Linked DNA regions of Gossypium hirsutum: all the other regions are linked to region 3. Evidence: chromatin contacts called from public Hi-C data. All regions are on one chromosome and are shown on one strand. Each heading gives the region's core, a stretch centred on a gene start, on an enhancer-like site or on the middle of the called end of the contact. The rest is flanking DNA. Distances are from core to core; before and after follow the strand shown.

The links. A called contact is a pair of places that touch in the nucleus more often than the background predicts.
Region 1: a Hi-C map of leaf shows a contact between it and region 3, with 2.5 times the contacts expected there. The contact joins the promoter of LOC107921219 here to the promoter of LOC107920940 in region 3. A contact is called at or near these places in 2 of 34 Hi-C or Micro-C datasets (both in leaf).
Region 2: a Hi-C map of leaf shows a contact between it and region 3, with 4 times the contacts expected there. The contact joins the promoter of LOC107922576 here to the promoter of LOC107920940 in region 3. A contact is called at or near these places in 8 of 34 Hi-C or Micro-C datasets (anther and leaf).

What each region holds. Positions count from the first base shown.
Region 1 is chrD01:55,664,619-55,667,318 of Gossypium_hirsutum_v2.1, forward strand. LOC107921219 (glycerate dehydrogenase) reads left to right here and starts at 1,296. Exons shown (of 13, transcript XM_016851098.2): 1 at 1,296-1,764; 2 at 1,873-1,956; 3 at 2,066-2,206. The coding sequence starts at 1,642.
Region 2 is chrD01:55,690,243-55,692,942 of Gossypium_hirsutum_v2.1, forward strand. LOC107922576 reads right to left here and starts at 1,380. Exons shown (of 2, transcript XM_016852666.2): 1 at 1,083-1,380; 2 at 491-1,002. The coding sequence starts at 1,304. The coding sequence ends at 673.
Region 3 is chrD01:55,534,067-55,536,766 of Gossypium_hirsutum_v2.1, forward strand. It overlaps LOC107920940 (probable BOI-related E3 ubiquitin-protein ligase 3), which reads left to right and starts at 1,332. Exons shown (of 2, transcript XM_016850773.2): 1 at 1,332-1,956; 2 at 2,042-2,700. The coding sequence starts at 1,684. The coding sequence ends at 2,611.

The sequences.
Region 1 (2,700 bases), core at 46-2,545, 130 kb after region 3:
AGATGAACAACCTGGAATCTCGGATACCAATTTGTAAAAAATAGAACGTCGATAATGACAATTTATCGCAAAGAAAAAGAGAGATAAAAATAAAGAACACACATATTTTACGTGGAAACCCTTTCAGGGAAAAAACCACGGGCAGAGGAGAAGATAATTCACTATGTCGAATTCAAATAATTACAAGAGGAGTAGACTATGTCTATTTATAGGCTTGTAAAACCATATTCTAATAGGAGTGTAGTAAGATTGAAACACCTTATTCTAATCAATATCGAATAGATGGAGTTTAATAAGGTTTAAAAAACCTTATTCTAAAATAAAATAAAAGAAGTATAGTTCTATAGGGATTTTACTTTTATTTTATTTTACCACTGTATTTTATTTAAATAAGAATTTGGGTCTTTTAATTCTAACAGTTGTTATATCAAAATATTACAAAATCAAAGTTAATGATTTGGAATCGAACATAAAAGAATTCTTAAATGTTGTTAAATCAAAATGTTACAAAATCAAAGTTAACGATGTGGAATTGAAAATAAAAGAAAGAAAAAGGTGAAAAAAGATAAGGGAAAAAAAAGAGAGGCATCAAGGCAAAAGATAGACAATGAAAGTGGGTGGTGAGTAGCGATCAGCTCGAAAGCAAGCCTTACTACCACAACTATTGGAATTAGATCCTATTAGTCGATCGGATCGATTGAATCAATTGGTAGAACTAATTGAATCGACGGTCAAATAGTTTTTTCTCTATTTTTATTTTTTAAAATAATTTATTTAATTAAATTGTATGAACCGTTCGACTCGAGAATTAATGATCTAACGTATTTAATCATCAATCCAATTTTGAAAATCTTGATCATAGCCAAATTTTGTTAATGTTTCAGCTTTAATTTTATAGAAAAATATAGAAGATTCTTTTAACAATTGTAATCATTAAGAAAATTTTAAAGAGATAAAATTAGTTTAAGAGATAAAAGTATTAAATTGAGTAAAAATTTAAATGTATAAATGAACATTTATTTCAACCAAAATAAAAATAAAAATAAATTTTTATATCAAATTTCCAGAAAAGAAAATCTAAAATTAATAAAAATAACACCAAAATATATTGAAATCCAATCAAGTTTCTTACTTTCATTCTAGTATCTTTTGTCATCTCAAATTTTGTCCACTAAATTAAAGGATATTTCCGTAATTTGAGAAAAAGGATAAAGGCTTCTCTTACGTGTCATCTATGAACAAAAGACATGTCATCAGTTAACTTATACCACAAAACCCAAGCATCATCCCAAACTCACCACAGCCCTCAACCCTCTCCACCCCTCTATCCAAATGGGTCAAAATCACATGTTCTACGGAACAGACACTGCTATCCTGTTCCTCATCATTCTCAACCAACATCAACCATATACAATGATTTTATCAAAATTTTCAATTTTAATATTCGATAATCATAAGGTCAAAACTTTACTAAAAAGCACATCGAACTGCTTACAACTCGAGTCTTTGGTAGCGATATTACAGGCCACTGTAAAGCAGTGTTCTTTACCACACCAAAGCATTGCTATAAAAAGCAAGAAACAGAGTAACTGAAATTTAAAAAGCTCAGTTTTCTGCTCTGTTTTTCAGTGACAAGTTTCAATGGCAAAACCAGTTTCCATTGAAGTGTGGAACCCAAATGGGAAATACAGAGTTATTAGCACCAAACCTATGCCTGGAACTCGATGGATCAACCTCTTAATCGAGCAAGATTGCCGTGTCGAAGTAAATTATATGTTTTTTTCACTTCTCTAAATCCTCTGTTTTCGTTCTCCTCTTCTTCTGTTAAATCCCAGTTTTTAAAGAAGTTTTTTTTTTCATCATCCTGTTCAGATATGTACTGAGAAGAAAACGATTTTGTCCGTTGAGGATATCATTTCTTTGATTGGCAATAAGTGCGATGGGGTGATTGGACAGGTGATTTTCTTCTTGCGATTATTTGTTTCAGTTAGAAAATAAAAATATGAGTTCTTTTTTGTTTCCATTTTTTTTTGTGAGTTTTTTATGTTATGAATTTGTGTTACAGTTGACTGAAGACTGGGGGGAGACTTTATTTGCAGCTTTAAGCAGAGCAGGAGGCAAAGCATTTAGTAACATGGCTGTTGGTTACAACAATGTTGATGTTAATGCTGCCAACAAGTATGGTGTTGCTGTTGGTAACACTCCTGTAAGTTTCACTTTCCCACTTAGTTGCAAATAGTTTTACGGATTTAAATAGCGGTCCGTTACCGAAATAGCGGCCGTTATATAGCGGTAGCGGCACCGTCCGAAACCGCTACTGCCGAAACCCGCTATACCCGCAATACACAATAAGTAATGTAAAATTCACGACCGCGATACCTGCAATGACCGCAATAGCATCCGTTATGTCCGCAACCGCGATAAACGCAATGCAACCGAAAACGCGACCGCGACCGCAATTTAAATCCCTAGTTTTACCCTTTCACCTTTGAAGCTTTTTAATAGGATAGTTTAATCATATTTGGGTATGTTTCCATAACATGGATAAGTGCCAAGCTCCATGTGTTCGATTATATGTCTTCTACAATGCATTGTAATGATAAAACAATAAATAAACTTGCAAAGATTTGAGTAGTGATAAAATGCTTACGATGTTGATTCAGTAATTTTGGGGTAGAAGCAGTTGAGCTAATGTTGGTG
Region 2 (2,700 bases), core at 130-2,629, 160 kb after region 3:
TTGGGCAATCCTTTACCACCTTTAATGGAAGCGTAGAAATCCTATTTTAGGGAGATTCAGTTTAAGGGTATATTTAGCCTGACTATTCAAAAGCCTTTTGACAGCAAAGCAGCTTTAGAATGTGCTTTTCAACCAAGAAAATGACTGATCGGTGTTTTCCAAAAGGACCTTACAATGCTAAACTAGCTCCAGATTGAAAGATAAGTAAATTTACCTCTCATGGGACCTACTGGCCCTAATCTGTAACTTCAAATGGTTTTACAGTGTTTCATTGGTTGGATTTACAATATTGTACTTGCATGTATAAAAAGTTATGAAATTAATAGCAGCTAAATCTAATCCTCCCCATGTTTTCAAGTATCTTGGTTTTAATGTAAGTCTTGCAAACATGCTTGATAGAGTTTTCATTTGATGATATGATTTTGCAGTTGTGAGTAATCCTCTCTTGAGTAAAAGCTTTGAAGAGTGCTTAAGAATATCCTCTCTCAAGTAACATTAAACTTGCATGTTTTTCTTCAACATTGTTCAAAACAGGAATAAACATTGATATCTCAATATACCCCATAAATTTAAAAAGCATCAGAACTGGTATTATTAGTTAATATGCCCTCTTAGGACATCATCTATCAATAAACATTAATAACTAAGTAATTAAAGGGTTTTTTGTTTGGTTTATGTCCATCGCATCTCTTCATACTTTATCTTGAGCAACTTTCTCTCTTCTTCCCACTTGTCTCTATCTTCATTATATTTTTCTTTCAAAGTGCTTTTAACTCTATCAAAATTCTCCTCCTTTTGCAGCAACTTTTTCTTGTACTTATCCTTGTATTTCCCTTTGGCTTTCATTGCTTCTTCCTCTTTGAACATCCTGCAAGTCTCACATGCAACTTGCACCTGCATGCTTCCCTCTTCACCTTCTTTTTCATTCTTCTTCGCTGTTGTCCTTATTTCTACTTCCTCCTTTTCTCTCATGCTGTTGTAATTTCCTCCCTCAATGGTACCCTGAAACAATACATTCAGGAATATCAGATCATGCATGCAAATTCAATCCACCATAATGATAATAATAATAAGGCACTTACGCTTTTGTTTAAAGATCTTAACTTCAAGTTGTGTAACAGAGTGGAGAAAAGAGCATAAATATCCTGGAGAAGGAGCTTGACCATGTAAACTACGAAATCATGCAATATCAATGCGACGAGCGTGGCAATAAAGTGCTGTTTATTACCATCTACAGCAAAGTAAAGCAAACACATTAACAAGGTTCGGTCGAGCCAAAACCAAGTCTTCTTTTCTGCATCCATCACTGAGATATCACTCTCCAAAGAACCCTCTATTCAAAGAATAAACACAAAATGGAATATCACAGCGTTTCGAACTGGACAGTGCGTTTGTTATTACATATATATATGTGAATAAAGTTAAAAGGGAATAAAAAGTTAACCCTAAACCTAGCTTGGAACTTACGATATTCCTTACAAGGTGACCTTAATTGAAGAGAAGCCAGAGGCTAACACCTAATGGTGGATTGGACCTTCGTGAAATGTTGGGTTTTCTAATTTCATTACTTTTCTTTCCTCTTTTAGGCCCAAATGTTCTCTCCCTCCATTTCTTTAACAACACCATCAACAAATTTAAAGGTTACAATAAAATTAGGGATTTAGTATTTACAATAAATAAAATTTAAGTGAAATAATTAATACCATTAGTGCTTCTTAACATGCTAATTAAGCTACTCTCACTTAATAGAAAAAATTTGATAAAAAATGATAATAAAAATTTTGAATAAAAAATAAAAAATAAAAAATACATAGACAAAATCCAAGTAGATAAATTAGTAGCAAAATTTGGCCATATTTAAACCTTATCTTTTAAAGCTTTCAATGGCCATTTGAAAAGACTAGTGTTCTAGTGCAACACCAAAATTGAGTTCAAACCCAAGTAACCTCTACTTCCTGCCGTTGTAAAAAAATAATTGAAGCAAATGTGAGTTCATAATATTTATGAAAAACAATGAAATATATAATTAAATATAATAGAGTTTAAAAACTTCAAAAGTGATAATTGAAAATCTAACATGCGATAGACATATGATCATTTTTTTAATTACGTTTGTGAAGCTATTCACAACATGGTTAAAACAAAATCTATACATTTCAATCACCCAAAAGAATGCCGTATATATTCTTATTGTTCAAGATTTGTCAAATCTCTAAAACTAAATTTTTTTAAAAAAAAATCATAAATTCGATTTAAAAATCAACCGAATGTGGAAGATAATAAACTAACAACTCATAATTTTATTATATACAAAAAATAAAAAAAAAAGGTGAATGAAGAAGACAACATGAAAACACAGAGCTTTTGGCTTATATCACCTTTTATTTTTTTATTCTTCTTTCTTTTTTCATCAATAAAACAAAAATGGCAGCTTCCATCAGAAAAATTTATACAATAAAACAGGATATCAGTATTCAGTAGTCATGTTCTGAAAACAATAAATTATAAACTCATTGCCAAAACAGAGTATTTGGGTCAGATTTTCACAAGCCTTTTAAAAATTATTATTTATTTTATGATTATGATTATATATGTTATATGTTGTATACATACAATTATCAGAGACTTGCTTTTGTAATTTAATATGTAGAGTATGGTGTTTGGTTTGCCATTTGCCAAGACAACTGTTGCCATCATTTT
Region 3 (2,700 bases), core at 82-2,581:
TTGTTTTTTTCAATTAAAGTCATTAAGTGTCGCAACACAGTGTGACATGTGGAGAAAAATGATAAAAAATATAATCAATAAATTTTTTAGAAAAATTATAAAATGCTTCTTTTGGTACGATATTTTTATAATTTTTTTTATGAAATTTATATTTCTTTTACATTTTGTATAATTTTCTTACAACTTATAAAATTTTATAATTTTTTTATATTTCTGTATATTTTATACTTTTTTTACTATTTTTATAAAATTTTACAATTTTTTGTATATATTTTTTTATGATTTTTATATTTGATTTTTTATTAAAATTTAATATTATTTATAGATTTTATTGATTTTAAATTTTATAAGTTTTTCTTCTAATTTTTAATAAAAGCAGGGGTTTAATTATTTTTTTTTTGAAAATATTTGATAGTCTTTTTGATATATTTTGAAAGTTGAAGTACCCAAGTGAGTGCAAAAAAAAGTAGGAGCTTAATTGCTTTTTTTGAAAAGCATTAAGTGCTTTTTTTGGTGCATTTTGAGAGTTCAAATACCCAAATAAGTGAAAAAAAAAGAGCAGAGAATTAATTATTTTTTTTGAAAAAATTTGAAGACTTTTTGCACCATTAAACTATTATTAAAAAATTTAAACATTAGCTAACATAATAAAAAGATTATACAGAAGCATGAAAATACAATGTAATTATTGAAAAAAGGATAATTAGAAAATGAAAAATATAAAAAGTCAAAGGTCAGTTTAGTGAAGTTGAAATTCCAGAGGTATGTAATCTTGGATGAATGGTGGCTGTTACTAAAATTTCAAAGATTTTATATTATTCACAATTTCCTCATTCATTGCAGATATTTGCTAAATAAATGCTGACTTCCCAAATTCAATTATGGATTCCAAAATTAGTTATTTTATTTTAATGAAAATCCATAAAAAATTATAAATCCCCAAAATAAGAGAGAAATGAGTGATTTACATTCCCAAAATTGTAGACAAGAAAATAAATAAATTGATGAGAATTACTGTTATTATTCTGGCTTTCCAAATCACTCAACTCACACACATTTCTGTTTTTCTTTTCCTTCTCCGATGTCAATAATGGATTTATGAAATCAATTTGGACCTATTAAATCGAAAAGATTTAACACAATAGAGGGACTGAAATTAGAATAAAACCAAAAATCTAAATGAAAAGGCTGGCCCCCTCTTTAGAAATCTCTGACTCAATAGGCCGATAGTTTAGTCACAAAATCTGCATGTGAACGTCGATGCTTAGCGCGTCCCATACGTGGCATTAGCCTCTCTTTAATGCTGCCTTTTTCTAGGATTTTTCATTTGAGAAAAATATGGCACAAAATAATAGTATCCTATGCCCTCTCTCTCCCTTCCTTTTCAAGCTTTTTCAGTTACCTCAATACAATCCAAATCCACCCCATTCTTTAATATTATATCAGTATTCTGACCTCACCCTTCTCTCCATCTCCTATAAATATACACCAACACCCTTTACCTCTTTTTTGTTTACGTTTGTCGTTATCGAGGGTTTCTTTGATCCAAACTAGAATCCCTCCCCCCCCAACCCATTTTTTGAGCTGATTTATGGTAAAACAAAGACTTCAGGCTAAAAATTGTGGGTCTTTTTGTTTGGTTTTTGTTTTCGTTCTTGTTTGGTGGTTGAAGAAGGATAAATAATGGCTATACAAGCGCAGTTGTATTCTGATAATATTGGGTTCCCAATGTGCGGTTCTTTGGATTTGATCGATAATGGTTGTGGACTTGTTGGTGCTGCTGCTGGTGTCAATCAACAGATATCATCACAGCTTCAACAACTGCAACAGTTTCAACACCTTCAAAACCAGCACCAAAGGGACCAAACCTTTTCCTTTGGTAGCACTAACAACAATCGTGAATCAATCATGTTTGAGAAGCAAAGATACGAGATTGATCAGTTTATCAAATCACAGGTTAGTACAAAATCACAAAAAAAAAATCCAAGTTTTTCATTTCTTTCCAATTGGATCTTTAATTTTTTTTTTTGATTTTGTGCAGAATGAGAGGCTGAGATTGTTACTGCAAGAGCAAAGGAAACAACAATATGAAGTATTAGTGAAGAAGATAGAATCAAAGGCCTCTTTTTTGCTTAGACAAAAAGATGAAGAGATTGTTAAAGCGAGGAACAAAACAATGGAACTTCAGAATATGTTGAAGAAATTGGAGATGGAGAATCAAGCATGGCAAAGGGTGGCGCAAGAGAATGAAGCTATGGTTGTGTCTTTAAACAACAGGCTTGAACAAGTACGGGAGGAACAAGCTTCTTGTCGTTTTAACAATGGTGTCGATGACGCAGAGTCTTGCTGTGAATGCGAAGACAACAACGAAGGGATTATGGAAACAAAGGGAAACGGAGGTTTCGCGGCGGTTGATAGCAGCAGTCAAAGACAAGAAGAACAACAAGAAAAAACCACAATGGTTTGCAAATGTTGTTATTGTCGAAATTCGTCAGTGTTGTTCCTTCCTTGCCGACACCTTTGTTCGTGTAAGGATTGTGCAACTTTTCTTGATTCTTGTCCCGTTTGTAGAACACCAAAGAAAGCTTGCATTGAAGCCTTGATTTCTTAGGTCACGGTAAAAAAAATTTGCAGGAAAGCATGATGATGGCGGTGGATGAACATAAGTAAATCCATATGGAGTTTAGACATTATTAGGTC